2 separate regions of the Arachis hypogaea genome follow, and region 2 is linked to region 1. Evidence: chromatin contacts called from public Hi-C data. All regions are on one chromosome and are shown on one strand. The core of a region is the stretch at or near the end of the contact, and the rest is flanking DNA. Distances in the headings are between cores, read along the strand shown. Region 1 holds the start of LOC112750898 (NF-X1-type zinc finger protein NFXL1). Region 2 has its middle 6.8 kb from the start of LOC112750899.

Region 1 (3,824 bases), core at 921-3,420:
CATGTCAGATCTGTAAAGATGGTTTCAAGACAAGGTGGGCAATGGCCACTGTGACATAGTGATTCACAAGCATGCTGGCCACATCTTAACTTCTTTTCACATGGCATCGAACAGAAGTGTGGATCCCATTCACTACTTAAATTGTTATTGGGATTAGAAAGTAGACAACACCGTTCACTACACCGATGTCTTCCACAATTCTTTTTTCTTCCACAAGGCTTTTCACAAGTAAACTTCTCATTCTCCGCTGTTGTCTTATAGCATTCCACGATGCGGGATGTTGAACCACAACGGCACTTCTGGGACACAAGAACCAAGCATGGAGGACAATCCCCAACATGACACACCTCTTTACAATGATGTGTGCCACAAGGAAGTGATTTGGCACAAACTTGCGAGCAGGTAGGTATTGGGTCCAAACAACTTTTGCGTTCCTCATCCAATTTTGTTTTCCCACAACAGCATGTGTTAACACGCCTTGGTAACAAATCACACTCCCCGCAACTTCCTGGATGACAAATCTCATTGCACATGTGATTACCACAACTAAGTTTCCTTCCACAATTGGAACCACAGGTAAAAACTCCAGCTTCTGCTGTGAATTCACCCTTCATAGTCATGTCCCCACATGGAAGAACCTCTACCTTCTTACTACAAAAGCAAGAGGCATTGATCAAAACCTGACATGGGTCACAAGCTCCGACATGACAAATGCGTTCACATCGGTGACGCCCACACTCGAGAAGCTTCTCACACCGCTGGCCACATGTAAGAACAGATTGCCTATCAAAACAACGGGTGGTAATTGTCTTCTTCCCACATGGACATAAGCGCGGAGGGGCAAATGCTTTACACGGAGGACAAGGACCAGGATGGCATTGCAAGACACAAACATGAGGGCAAAGATCTTCCTTACTCCCACCATTAGAGAACACCTCCTTCTCAAGAGGCTTCCCACATGGTTCTCCACACGAATGTGGCGTCAAATACAAATCAGATGGAGGGTCCACCCTTTTCCCACAAAAGCAAACATACCGAATCTCCTTTGACGAAGTAAGCTGCACCGATTGACAACCAGGACACCGCCAATTAAAGCCCTGATTCTTCTCAGCTGACAAATCAATCGACGTAGGCGCACGAGCCCACTTCTTGATGCAGTTGAGGTGAAAGATAGAGTAGCAGCTCGAACAAGACCAAACAAGTGCAGACCTCCGTACCATTTCATAACAAATCATGCATTCCACAGTCCCTTTCATGAGCTTCTCCTGAATCTCCTGCACCAACTGAGGCAAACTAGAGTCCCTCATCTTCAACCCCTTCCCAGCCTGATTCCCACTACTCCTCCCTTTCTCCACTTCCCTCCTCTGATTCACAGCCCCGTGATTGCTTCTATTATGGCGAACCACTGCAGGTGGGGCAGTGGAAACAGGGGCGGTGGCAGCAGCAACAGGAACAGCATCAGCACCATTACTGGAACTACCAGCAGAATCAGCATTTTGATCAGATTGCAAATTTGATGGTTGAACAGCAGTAGTGGTAGATGATCCTCTGGGAACCCATTCTTGACGTGGACCACCTTGCGGCGGAACTCTGGACCTACTCCTCCGGTCTCTCTGAGCTTGAACGCTCATTTCTTCACAATAATTCCTTCCACCCCTAACACTGAAATCACAAACTATCTCAATCCAATCTATTCTATACATTTCACAAATCAAATCAACCAAATGATAGACAAATAGATTCAACCCTCAACCAATAATCCCACTACTTCCCCAACTAATACATCACATAATTATCATTATCATCAAATAAAAAATCAAGCCCCAACCAGAAAATGAAAAAAATCATCAAGAATTGAAGATTAAAAATTCAAAACCTAAGAAACTAACAGAAACCATAAAAACGGGAACAATAAGAAAGTGATGGCAACAAAATGAATCACGAGGATACCTGGCGATGGAGGGAGAAGAGGGAGGATGAAACGACGATGTGGTGTGTGTCGTTTTGGTGTGCCTGTATGTGTGGATTTTGTGCAAGGAAGAGTGTTTTCCTTCCCTTCACTCTGGTGTGCGTTTGTTTGTTTATATAGTCAGTGTTTTTCGGAGTCGGTTGGATGAGAAATGAAGGTTTTCAACGTTTTTCGGCTCCTCATGTGAGGTCAGGACTTTAATACTTGGACCTCAAGAAAAGTCAAATCTCAGAACTTTCCGTGAAAGTGTAATAAAACATAGTAGGCCCTGTTATAATAATTCAACTCCCTATTGTTACTTTCCGATGAATAACCATTGGGCTCAGAATTTGGGCCTCATAAAGAAAAGCATTGACAATAAATATATCATAGTTTTGAATACCAAAAACTAGATGTCATTGTTTTTTTAAAACTTAAACCAGCATGGATTTAGTCAAACTACTACATCACTCGATGGATCAGTAGTTCAATCCTTGACCACGAATTAAATTGTTTAATCCAATAATAATTGAATAAATATATAAAATTCTAACAAATTATAATTTAAATAATAGAATAAAAAATATAATATTATTATTAAAATATGAAAGTAATAGTTGACAACATTGAAATTTATAAAGAATGTATCAATTATAATTTAATTAAAGATTTTTAATAATATATTTTTGCAATTATGAAAAGTTTAATTCTTGTCTGAAAAGTGGAGTGTAGAGATATCACCTATGAAACGAATTGTTTAGATGCATATATTTTTATTAATGAGAAAAACTCCGATGCTCGAAGCATAGATCATGAGTTGGTGTCTAAAATTCTGGAAGTCTTAAGTTGGAGATGGAAAACTAAAGTGAAATTGATTCAAAGGACTGCTAATTGTGTTGCTGATGCTCTAGCCAAGTTTGCTGAAGCTAAATTAGCTAATAATGTTGCACAATTGGAATAGAATGAGCCTTGGGGGGATTTTTTTTATTTTTTTATTTTTGGACATAACCTTGGAAAGATTTAACGGCGCAGTTGCAGGGGGACTTGCTCCTGTGTCTTGGACTTTCTTTGCCTAGTTTTTTCTTGTTTGTTTTGTTTTTCTCTTTCTTTCTTTGATCTCTTCGGCATCAAAAAAATTGTTAACAGTTAATACAACAAGAACATTTTTTGTCTAATGGCAAAAGTGATGGACTTAATGCCTTGGATCTTGAAAATTGGAATCCCATCTATTGTATTTTTGGGTGCAAGTTAAGCGTTAGTTATGTTTTTAAACTGTAAATGTTTTTCCTGACCAAAAAATGATTTATTAAATACATTCTTTGAGTATACTGTATACGGAGAATTCTATTTTATTAGTTTTGTGTGTGTGACTCAAAAAACTTGTTTAACAACTCCGTTCTTTGACTTTATTACAAAAGAAGTGCATATATATTTGAGTTGTTCCTAAAACCAAAGTCACAAAAGAAAATCCATTTTTTTTTATTATTTGTGTTAAAAACTATTTATGTTAAGAAAATATAAATACAAATTTGACGAATTTTGGATGTGTACCAAAATTGTTTTATGTGTTATCTTATTATTTAGATGTATTACAAAATTATTTATGTAAAAAAAATATAAACACATATTTAAACGAATTTTAGATGTGTACTAAAGTATTTTGTGTATTGTCTTATTATTTTATGTGTTATGAACATATGTAAAATAATAAATGATGGTTACCAGTGGCTAAGAGAAGGGGGTTGAATCTTTGCCTTTTTTTTTGCTAAATATAACTTTTGCTTTTTTAAAGAAACTTAGAAGATATTTTTACTTTTTGTCTCGTAACGAGTTGAGAGACATTTTTATTTTATCTTCTGAGTAACAGTAACAGAGA
Region 2 (3,555 bases), core at 719-3,218, 35 kb after region 1:
AAAGATGTACGGATTGAAATTTTTGAGATAGAAATTAAAATTTTAATAATGTTTTGTTTCTAAAATGACTAAAATTTGAATTTTTCTTACGTATTGAAATCGAATGTTATTGTATTTTCAATACATTAATAGTTTGTGTCAAATTGAATAGTAGAATAATATTGAACTGATTTAAAATTTTTTAAAACTAAAATAAAATGTTTAAAATATTAGAAATTAATTTAGGACTTAAATAATAAAGACCAAAATAATATTTTATTTGAAAAATTAAATTAACAGAAATACGTTATCACTTTTTCTATCTATCAACTTGTCTAATGTTATGTCACATAGCATAGGAACTAATTTGATTAGTAGTTTGAAATTAAAAGGCAAATTTGAACAATTTAAGAATTTATAAACTAATTTAATAATCACATAAAAATTAGAGGACTTATTTAATTGTGATGTTAAAAAATATAATATTGTATGTGTAACGAAACTAGTAAGAGTTGTCTTGAATAATCTCCCTCAAATAATGTCATCAAATAATGCAATTCAAATAGTTTAGTACGGATAGAATACGGCTCTTAGAACACTATATAACACGAATACGTCTCATTAGTGTATCTCGATGAGTAATAGCTCAAATGACATAATCTCTTCATACTCAATTAAGAGGTTGTGGGTTCGAGTCTCATATCTTTGATAAAAAAAAATCATATACTAGTGTATACAAATATAATTAGTTTGGTTTGATTTGGATTTGTGTTTTTTTGTACATGGACTCAAACCAAACCAAACCAAACCAATTAAGAACGGATTAGTTCGATTTGGGTAATTAGATACTCGATGACTTTAAAATTCATAAAAAAAATCAAATTTTTATCTTAAAAATTCAACAAGTACAATAAATATGCAACATTAATAGAAATAATCTAAACATGTTAAACACCAAATACATTAACAAAGACTATCGATTTGATTCAGGTTGAATCCAATTACCCGTTGGTTATAGAACCAATTTAATTGGTTCGATTTAAATTCAGACAGATAATCAAATACCCGCTACCAGTACTCACCCCTAATCAAGCATACCACTCCTAAATTTCATTTTTGGTACTTCTCTACAGCTCTACTTGCGTATCATCTTATCTTTGGCAAAATTCTTCTATAAAAATATAAAAACAAAAGTTATTGAAAATAAAAGAGTAATACCCTAAATCAGTTGATAAAAAATAATCTAATCAAATATTTTAATTTTTACTAAATTTCATTACCAAATTATTTTTTTATTTATTTTGTCACACAAATTAACTATTATATCAAATTTTGATTAAAAATATTAAACGATTTAATCTCTATTATTATTATTATTTAACAAATACATTATGGTCTCTAAATTTTTTTAAAATATTTAGATCACTAAAATTAATTTTTCTAACAAACTAAATATTTGAAAACTGATTTACTAATTTCCTAAGTATCTATCAATAATTATTCAATAACGATAAAGTTTTCATATATAAAACTAAAGGGACCTATTTTCTTAGGTAAACGCTATAGGAAAGATTGCACTTTTCCAGTAATTTTTACTTTTCAACCTCTGTTCACTAAGAAATTGTCATTTTCTTTCAATGTAGCTTCGCATGTATTTTCGTTAGAAAATTGGGTGACATATGCGGATAATTTTTTAAAATATTCACTAAATTTTAGTGTATATTTAATTATTATATTTTACTATATTTTTAAAAATTCTGAGGACAAACAATTTACAGAAGACATATTATATTTTTAATATTTAAATATATAATATACAAAAAGTAAAAATAGTATTATTAACAAGTTCAATCCCTAAAAAAAACTTTTTCTTACAATCAAAAATAGTAAAAGAAAAATTTATGTTCTTTCTGTACAATTTTGATATGTACTGTAGAGTACATCTTTCTACAAAAAGTTACGGACATATGGTGGTTCAAAATTTACGGACATATGGAGGTTGTAAATTGGCGTAATAATTAATTGGCAGTATTATAATGGTTGAGATTTGAGAAGGGTGCAATTGACATGTGATGATATATATGTAGCAATAATTTGTATTGGGGAAATAAAGGAAGTGTGTCAGTGAGTCAGATTTTGCATGTGGGCATGATCCATTGCAAAATCGCACATGTTTGTCTTATCTGATCCTCTTCATAAGAATTCACCAACACTGAATCAATTCCATTGGATTGGTTTACGGCCATTAAAGTAAAGACAGCTCCAATGGCTGAACAATCAAGTTAAATATGCCGTATGTTAACTATTGGCATAACAGAACATATTCCAACTCTCAGGTTGTTCTCTAATCTCTGTTATCACCATGTCTCTACCTCTTAAGATAGCCAATGCGAATTTCTACACTTATAAGGTCGTCTCATATGAACCCCCCAATTCGGAATGGACTTCTAGGCTTTCCATAAATGAAGATATACCTCAAATAATGTGAGGCAATAATTTCTTTTGCCCTTTTCATTATGAGAGAATCATTCTATTTATTTATTTTTAAAAGATTCCAGTATTTTAAATATATTATAATAAAATTTATATATCTTTTTCATATGATATTAACTGCTTTTTATATCCTTGTTAAATATAAGATTATTTTGGATAATATATAATATTATGTGAATATTAAAAATTAATTATACATTTATATATATCGTTTTATATATTTTCTAAAAGACTTTTTTATAATAAAGCAATTAAATTTTACACAATAGAATAATAAACTATTTTATGAAAACAAAAATTTATCCAACACTATATTTTTTTTGTATTTTTATTCAAATCTAGTTTGATTATATTTATTTATAAAATTTACTTACAGGTATTGTTGAGTAAAGATTGATTTTGATAAATAAATGATGATGATAAATATTTATTGGGTTAAAATTTCAATTGTAGTTTAATGTGTATTTTAGTGATGTAGGTCTATTATTCTTTTCTCAGCCCAACAATGTTGCTTAAGTATTCCTTTAATGCTTCAATTCAATGCACAAGCCCAAAGTCTTTAAACAAGCACCGATCAGCAAAAAGGTGCAAAGGAAGAAGGCTCTGCATTTGCAAAGTGGTAAAGGGGCATTTGTCTTAATCATGGAAAAAGGAAGACAGCTGGAACAAAAGGAGATTAACGAAGCAACAAGATACAAGGATATTTAGCACTATTATGGGACAACTGTGGCTCTAGAAAGGCAACAAAAACATAAAGAAAATATCACTACTCCAAGGATAACTCAGAATCAAAATTCAGAAGATCATTAGCAAGTTTGGAAGAGTAAACAAAAATACAGAGTTATGCACATCAGTTAGAATGACTCAAAAATGGAAGTGCTATGCATGCCAAAGAAGACAGCAGATCCAAGTACAACAGAGTTGGTGGAGCAGTTCCTCCAACAAGTAGCATTAGTGTAGCAGAATGGAACAAGGACAACATGCCAATGGACACAGCTCCAACGGGTTGATGGTACAAGGAATTGGAAGAGGCAAATTGGAGAGCAAGCTGAAAATATAAAACAGACCTCACTTCAACATTTG

What was found. Hi-C and Micro-C count contacts between places; a contact is called where the count stands out from the background.
Region 2: a Hi-C map of an unstated tissue shows a contact between it and region 1, with 3 times the contacts expected there. The contact joins the enhancer-like site here to the promoter of LOC112750898 in region 1. A contact is called at or near these places in 2 of 8 Hi-C or Micro-C datasets (leaf and an unstated tissue).

Annotation. Positions count from the first base shown.
Region 1 is chr15:139,704,176-139,707,999 of arahy.Tifrunner.gnm2.J5K5, forward strand. It overlaps LOC112750898 (NF-X1-type zinc finger protein NFXL1), which reads right to left and starts at 2,171. Exons shown (of 2, transcript XM_025799816.2): 1 at 1,951-2,171; 2 at 1-1,662. The coding sequence starts at 1,631.
Region 2 is chr15:139,739,608-139,743,162 of arahy.Tifrunner.gnm2.J5K5, forward strand. No RefSeq gene overlaps it. Among protein-coding and RNA genes, the nearest start is that of LOC112750899, 6.8 kb to the left of the region's middle. Within about 2 kb of position 1,969, at least 1 of the 3 cell types and tissues checked has open chromatin away from gene starts, as enhancers often do.